Regions from separate parts of the Astyanax mexicanus genome. Here region 1 is linked to region 2. The links are chromatin contacts, called in public Hi-C maps. All regions are on one chromosome and are shown on one strand. The core of a region is the stretch at or near the end of the contact, and the rest is flanking DNA. Distances in the headings are between cores, read along the strand shown.

Region 1 (4,339 bases), core at 107-2,606, 71 kb before region 2:
CACACACACACATTATATATTTTCCTTTCTCCTCCAGAGAAGCCTAAACACACTTAATAACAGATTACTTTACCTATCCGGTATTACACAAACACTCTTAATAAAAATCAGACTATAAGATGTATATATCTGAAGTGAGCAAAGATTATATTTAACCCTTAATACTATATTTTTTCTCTTCATTTCTTTTGAGAAAGAACATTTCTTAATTTCACTATTCCTTTCTTTCTCCACCTTTAAGATAAGATAAGATATAGTAAGAAGTAAGAAGTCCTAGGGGACTTCCTATTGCAGAGTTATATGAGTTATATGATGAACAACCTCCTAGAATGCAGCAAACATTTACAACCACAAAAAAACACCTCCTGTATCAGATGTGAAATTTATGACTATTTTTTTGTGGATCACAGGTTCATCCTTTCAGTATTATATAGTACTTACATGAAGATTATTAAATGAATGAAGTTTGGGGTTCCTAGGTCATTTCTTTAGTACATTAAATCATTTTATAAGCTTTGGATCATCTTTTCAACCATTAAAAAGTTTGACCATTAAAAACAGAGGCAGATACACTGCAATAAAATACAATATGTTATATGTTCATTGAGATGTATATCTTATAGTAAGCAAAAAAATCTGCTTTTTTTTTTCCAAGCATGATTTCTTAAAATAAGAAATCACCCAAACTGTTGTCCAATAGCTCCTGCATACACAGACAGTACTGGAGAGAAATGAAGTTAAAAGGTGTTGTGAAGTAAAGACTTAAATCAAGCCAAAAATAAATAAATTTTTGTCTTAAATTTGGACACAAAAATCAGAATAGCTTGACTGTTTCTGCTTATTTTGAGTCAAATAATTTAAAATGAAGTAAAAATTCTAAGTGATTCTTATCAGACAAAAAATAAGATTTATAGCTTTGAAATAAGTTAATTTCACTTTTCATGTATATTTTATTTTTCCATTTTTACGTATTGTTAATATAACAATATTCAATATAATAATATAATATAACAATTATTTTGCAGTGTAAGGACAATAACAAAGTATTTATCCTCCAATTACTTGCCAAATCTGGAGATCTTACACTTATCTTATATGAGTTTAGCTGAGTTTCATAATCAGGAGAGCTCATGTGCTCAACAGTATAGTTTTCATTTCCTTTGTGAAGATCTTCTCAAACCTGCTGTGTTGTTTTCTACATAGCAACCAGTGATGCTCAGCATTTTCCTCTAATCTTATTGGCTGAGATAGGAACATTAATAACAATACAGAATAACGTGTTTAAACTCTTACAGAAACTGTGTTCTGTCTCTTAGTGTTAAGTTGTGTGTGTTAATAATAAGTGGATTTGTGATGTTTTTTAGACTGATATAATGTTTATATGTACACGCTGCTCAGTATTATCTATTGTTTACTGGGTTCTGTTACTTTAAGAAAACTGTTTTGGAGTTTAGACAGCATGAGTCAGGTGCAGTTCTGGCGGCAAAAACACTGCAGACTGTAGCTTCCTCCTGATTTAACTCATCAGATAATGAACTAAGGAGGGCTGTGTGAAAAGAATTCAGGTGGAAATCCCAGTTTAACATTTGTTTCTTAGGGTATTTTTGAATGGTAGCTGTAGGTAATAAGCATGTGTGACCATGCAGTCAGTTTGACAAATAAACAAAACTAATTTAACCTCAGATTTAAATTTGTAAAGAGATTATACTACTACTACTAATAATAATTATAATAAAAAGTTTTGTAATTCATTTTATTCTACTAATAAGTGCAAAATGACTGTTTTATTGGAAACATCCACTCTAATAAAGTATATCTGTTAGTTTAAAAAATATCTCCACCCATATCATCGTAATTCTCATCAAAATCAGAAGTGTAACCATTTTAATGCCTCAAAAAACCCATAATGATGAGATATCGCACTATTTTACTTGGTCAGTTTTCTAGATTAAGCCTAGGGTTTAGGGATAACGCCTAGTCATACAGTATATTTTATTTTGAATAGGAAATTTCCATTTATAATGTTGTTTATTCCAAGACTAGGTTTAACCCCTGTCTGGGAAACTGTCCTAAAGAGTTCAGCTCACAAAATAAAGCTAAATAAAACACTATTCAGCTTTAAATGAGAAATTCATAGTGTTGTTTGTCGCCAGAGCCCATGTGCTCAACAGTATAGTATTCATTTCCTCGGGGCAGATATTCTCAAACCTGCTGTGTTCTTTTCTACATAGCAACCGGTGATGCTCAGCATTTTCCTCTGATTTCATTGGCTGAAAGAGCACATTAAAGAGAACATTAACAATGAAAAGGGAAAATAGAACATTAATAACAGAATAAAGTGTGTTAATAATGAGTGGGTTTGTAAAATTGTCATACGAATTTCCACCTGTAGGAATGAAGGGTGGAATATTTAATTGCAAACATTCCATTTTATTCCTAGCAACACCTTAGCAACTAACTAGCAATCACCTATAGCAACACAATTTAAACCACATGAATATATCAGCAACACCAGCTGAACAGTGTTGGGCACGTTACTTTGAAAAAGTAATTAGTTATAGTTACTCGTTACTTCTCCAAAAAAGTAACTGAGTTACTAACGGAGTTACTCCACTATAAAAGTAACTAGTTACCAGTAAAAGTAACTATGCGTTACTTTTTATTATTCGCCCGTCAAAAAAAAAGGAAATCAATTATGCATTTACTATTATTATTAGAAAAATAACAAACGAAAATAAACCCAAAATGTTGACAATCTAACGAATTTCAAAAAAACAAAACAAAATTCTCCACAGAACCAAAGAAAATTATTAAAACTTGTAATACTGAAAAAAACGGAAAAAATGGAAAAACTGGGGATGAAATTAAACAAACCAAGCCGCACTCAAAGGAAATATGTATATATAAACAAAACAAAATAACGGACAAAAACAACAATCTAATGACCGTTAAAGCTTCACCAAAAGCAGCAGCACCACAAAAACCGGAGCAGCTAAAAAGAGCTTAACGTCCTTAATTCGGAACTTGGCCTGTCCACGGCGATCACTGAATTAATTAGAGCAGCAAATCGTCACAATTGTGCCTCACTTCACCACGCCAAACCACAGGCACAGCGGCCAGAAGCTCAAGTTCACCGGAAAGAGGAGGGGTTAACCAGGGCAAAGCGAAGTTAAAAAAAAAAAAAGTTAATAGAGCGGCTAAAGTAACGTGCAGTAACGGGGTGTTGGAAATGGTAACGGCGTTATAGTTACAGTCATAGTAATTAGTTAGATTACTCGTTACTGAAAAAAAGTAGTTTTAACGCCGTTACTCCCAACACTGCAGCTGAATCTTTGCACAGCACCCCTTCTTGGCATTGCTCTTGACAACTTTATTTGTATGGAGGAGCAGCTGGACAAACCAGCTATTGTTCAAACCTTTGGGCACCCCACATGTCCATTCCAAACTAGCATCCATAGCAGCCTAGCCTACATAGCTTCACAGTGTGCAAATACATTCTAATCTGATTTATTTTTAGCACCCACTTAGCCACCACTTAGCAACACCATAGCAAACACAACAGATACCATAGCAACACCATTGCAAACACCTAGCAACACCTTAGCAACTAACTAGCAACTAACTAGCAACACCTTAGCAATGCCATATAAATGACTTTCTGAGAAGATTTTAGCTTTAAAATCCATTCATGGTGGAGGAATACATGCTGCAGGGTATGGTAATCTTAATGAATGACATCTCTGTGCATTCACCACCATTGTACAAAATGTAAGAAGGTAAGCTGTTCTACAATAAGGAAAATAAAGCACAATTTCAAATCCCCATTAACCCCCTTTATGAACGAGTTAATATTAAACAGTGAGTGATTTAGAAATAACATCTCACAACCAAACATTTCTTGTAGTTCTACTTTTGTTGCATAACTGATTCACTAGAAGTTCATTCTGGATTAAAGACAGAAACAGTGCTGGTCTTCCTGTAATTAACCTGCTGTGTGTATCTTTACCTGGTAACTGATGATGTGGAGTGTAGTGATTCGCTGATTTAATCAGTGAAATTATCACGTGTTCACATTTTACCCACACTGTGCTGAACTGCAGAGAGAGAATATGATTACAATACACACACTGTGTAAAACACACACTCCAGTTTCAGTCACACATTAGATCTTAAAATAAAACGTTCAGAAAATCTCAGCCTAAATTTATTGATTATTACGCAGGAGGAACTGTGTGTGTGTGTGTGTGTGTGTGTTGAGGGGTGTCAGGTGAGGGTATGATGCTGCTGAGTAAAGACGCTTCACACTAAACTGAATATTATTCTAATATATCAAACAGAA
Region 2 (4,493 bases), core at 1,412-3,911:
TAAAGTAAGAAGTATTTTAAACTCTAGTAACTGCACTTTTACCTACAGAGTAATAAATGGAAAAACTTTTCACACCGTTGATTATGATACAGTCGTCTACCCAGAGGAAATTTTATTGCCCAAATGTTGATCTTTGATGTCTCAGGAGATTAATTTATGATTCTTACTTAGGTTTCACTTTTACAAACTTCTTACAGATGTTTCTCCTCAAATTGCTGAGGAGAAATAGCATTAGACAAAAATGAGACATAAGACAGAGGCTAATCTAGGAAGCTACCTATTGAGCCATCAGCTGTGTTCATTCATGCTTAATTTTTCTTTAATTTGCTGCTGAATTAGAAAAAGTTATTTTTTTACAATATATATATATATATATATATATATATATATATATATATATATATAAGTGACTTTTTTATCTGGAGACAACAAAAGATTATTTTATGTTTAAGCAGTATTTAACCAGCAGGTAGTGCTGTAGGCCTTGTGGTCTGTGTGGGTCAGTCAGAATAATAATGCTTTATTTATACTATATAATCCCTGTAGAAAGTGTAATAATATTATTGTGCTGGATATACGAATATAAGTTTGATTAGTTAGAATTTATCCAATAGACACTGAATGCCATAATCTACGAGGTCGAATTTAAAATTATTTAATATAAAAAATATTTTTATATTTATATATTTCCTTTATAATAATTTGATAGGGTTATTGGTGAAGTTCTGTTTCAGTATTGATCTTCCAGCTGATCTCGTGCTTTATTTTAGTATTATAATTATAATAATGATAAACAAGTGCAGAAAATACTTTCGGTTTTGAAATGAGGTCATTTTCTCCGAGTAACGCGTGACGCTGCAGTGTTCTGAACTGTGATTGGCTGGAGGCTGGTGTTTATATGGGTGTGGGCGGGAGTCTTACAGGGTTGCCAGATTTACATTTTTTAACCCGTATTATAAATGCTGTTTAGACCAGAGTAGGGCAATTCATTTCCCCAAGCTGCCACATAATACATTGGGACTATTTTGGAGGGCCAGGCCAACAGATTCACCTTAATTTGGCTCAATGTTAATTTGATATCGTTAAAAACACAGTAATTATCTGGTTTTGATAAGCTATTTCTGGTGAGATTAGACATTAATAAAAATGTGAAGCAGGTATATTAATCAATATTCACACAAACAGTAAAGACCAGCATAAGCATTTCTAAATTCAAAAATAAAAGCACTATAGCTATTTGGTTTATAGTCTAATTACCTTATTTGCTGTTTGTACATTTTTTTTTCATGTTTAATGAGAGAAATCTAGTCTTTTTTGGGTTTGAACAAGTGCAGAAAAGCCTGGTTCAGATTTTCTATGCTAAGGGCTGGTTATAGAAAGGTAAAGGTCCAGATATGACCCCTGGACCATAAAATATCCAGGCCTGTTTTCTGATTTTCTGACAGTGAGGACCTACTATGACTATAGTATGGATACTTAATTGTCTTAAAGTGCCTTAAATCCTCTTAAATCTCCTTAATGTTTTTATTTCCCAGATTGTACATGCTTTTAAAGATTTTAAATTAGCTAGTTTACTGATTTACTGAGTTAAACAATACCATAAATTAAGATTAAAATTAACAAAAACTGTTAAAAAAAAACAGTTTTACACTGGACCATATTTTCAGTCTACGAAATGTTCCAGGTTTCTGTATACAACAGTGTAAATATATGTTTGGTTCGTCTGAAAATGCTGGAATTAATGCAAGTCTGTTACTTTATTTTTGTGTTTAAGTTTAATCTGCAGTGTAGAAAATAAATTAAATAAATAAATAAAGAAAAACATTTTTCCAATATTCAGTGGGACATGTCCTATATATCCAACCCGGTCCCTTTGCCAGTAATGTGGTGAGTTATATTAAAGTGTAACTAAACTCCTAAACACTAAACATTAATTGTAGCTGCCTCCACCCTCAGCTCAAATTTGAAAAAGGCTAAAAATGGGTGGAGCAGTTTGGGAGGGGCACTGGGTGATGTATGGGTTTAGAGCTGATTGTGAGTGTCAGCGTACCAAACTACATGGAACGTGATGCAGAGGCAGAAATGTCCAAAATAAAAGTGTTTTTTAAAAAACAAAAATGTTTTATTTTTTAAAAAGCAGGACTGGTATATTTTATTACTTCAGAAGAAAACATTTCAGCTATTAATGAACAGGAGAGGTGAAGAGGGGGCTGAAGTTCAGAGAGCACTGCCCACCTTTTCTTATGATAATATTACAGTGTTGTGTGTGAGATCTGCTGTACTGTCGCTTTATCTGCGCTGGGTTTAATCTGTTTACTCCTACATAGTTCTGCTTTACAGTCTGCTGATCTCAGACCTGCTCACTTACACATGATTCACAGTCACATGATTTACAGGAAATCCAGCAGCAGCACTAATAGTGATAATCTCACACTATAGAAATAATAGATAATAGATAATATCACTATTACTACTAGTTAAATATAAAATACAGTGGTGCTTAAACGTTTGTGAACACTTTTTTTGAAATTTCTATATTTTTGCATAAATATGAGCAAAAATATAATCAGATTTTCAAACACGTCTTAAAAATTGATAAAGACACAAATATAAGACAAAAATAGTATAAATGCTCTTTTATTTATTGTGGAAAATTATCCAATATTACATATTTGTAAGTTAAAAAGTAAGCGTACCTCAAGTCAATCATCACAATATATACACAATATATTTTTAAGACTGATGTTTGAGCTCATATTTATGAAGAAATATAAAAAATTCTAAAGGGTTCACAAACTCTCAAATCCCACTTTAATAACAGATCTCTATAATAACTAGTTTTACTAGTAATAAAGTAATTATTACCTAATAAGTAATGAAGTCTTATTCATACAAAATAAATACAGATAAGAGAAAGTAGAATACCTTGTAAAACAATGGTAATATGTGAATACTCAGAATTACATTAAGCATAAGTGCTCCTGGTAATATAAATAGTAAAAATGGATTTATTTATAAATATGTACATCTGATATAATTACTAATAAATATTTAATAGCTACTGTAAACTAGTATAAACTGAATTACAGAGATGTAATTTGAGTTTTTACTGGTAAATACTGGGTTCCTGTTTGTTTTGCTGGTGTTTTGAGGCTAAAACATGCTCTGAACCAATCAGATCACTTCATACCATAACCATCCACTAATTACCCCTTCAGCTTTATTAGAAAACAGTGGTGAAATCTCTACTGAATAAAAAAAATTGAACACATGTTTAATCACATTCTCAAAATATTTTGGATTTTAGTGTTTTTATTGCAGTTTCTCTTTCTTTGCTCGGCTGTTTTCTCATCTCTGGCCTTTGCTGCACTCTGGTGGTTGATGTTCTAAATAGTTCATTTATAGCATTAGATGCCACTTAAGTTCTTATAAGTTAATTTAAATCAATTAAATATTGTTATTATAGAAAAAAGGATTAGATAATACACCAGAACACTGACAGGCTATATCTACAGTGCAGTAATAAATAAACAAAAGAATAGAAAAGAAATAACATGACCCCTCGTTTCAGTTAGAACTATATTCAGCTCTATGCCAGATGTCCAAAATTAATTTATTGTTCTATAAATGTCTTATTTCAACAACAAGATTTTAACTCTATAGAGTTTAAGAGAGTTGAACAGAAGATGAGTGTTTTATATACAGTCTTCTCTTTTGCAGGAGTGTCCTAATCTGACAGAACTTTGTTCTTTATTGGAAATCATGATGCTCCCTGCACCATGCTTCACAGTGTCTAATATGTAAACTTTCACTTGTCAGTCTTTTGTCAGCTTTTTCCTATTAGCATTTTGGAACATCAAGGTGATTTGGGGTGATCTCTATCTCTAATAGAGAGGAGAATACCAACTTAACAATGTGTTTTGGGGAATGGATTTATTTGGAGCACTTGAGAAAAATGATAGTTTATTAATGTCTGATATTTTTTATACTGAAATATTTTCTAATTTCCTCAACATAGAACATTATTAAATATTTCAGTACAGCACAAATTACCTTTAAAGCTTTAAAACTCCATTTATTAACCTTCAATGTTGTTTAAGCAGTGGAACACATCTATTGCCTAAACCCTGTCTACACTAGAAAATGGAAAAATTAAGTTAATTTTATTTTTGCATCTTCTACTTTCCATAATAAAAAATCAGTAGAATCATTCTATTAAAGTCATAATTTCATTAATGTTTCATAATTTTACAATTCCACATTTTTGATAATTTCCTAAACACAGAACAATATTTCTTATTTCAGTACTGAATTTTTATCATCATCAACTCACCAACCAATCAGCTCACAGTAGCAGTAATGCTAGCCTCTTTACTGCCTAAAAAACACTTACTGTAGAAAAACATAAATAAGCAAGTAAATTTTACTTTGCTTTTATAGGGAAATACTTTAATATTTATTTCTGAAATTATTATTTTTTTAATTAATTATCA

The links. A called contact is a pair of places that touch in the nucleus more often than the background predicts.
Region 1: a contact with region 2 is called in a Hi-C map of muscle, with 14 times the contacts expected there. The contact joins two enhancer-like sites. A contact is called at or near these places in 2 of 3 Hi-C or Micro-C datasets (blood and muscle).

What each region holds. Positions count from the first base shown.
Region 1 is chr22:10,058,543-10,062,881 of AstMex3_surface, reverse strand. No RefSeq gene overlaps it. Among protein-coding and RNA genes, the nearest start is that of LOC111190039, 20 kb to the right of the region's middle. Within about 2 kb of position 1,356, the one cell type or tissue checked has an H3K27ac peak away from gene starts, as active enhancers do.
Region 2 is chr22:9,988,954-9,993,446 of AstMex3_surface, reverse strand. No RefSeq gene overlaps it. Among protein-coding and RNA genes, the nearest start is that of LOC111190556, 21 kb to the left of the region's middle. Within about 2 kb of position 2,661, the one cell type or tissue checked has an H3K27ac peak away from gene starts, as active enhancers do.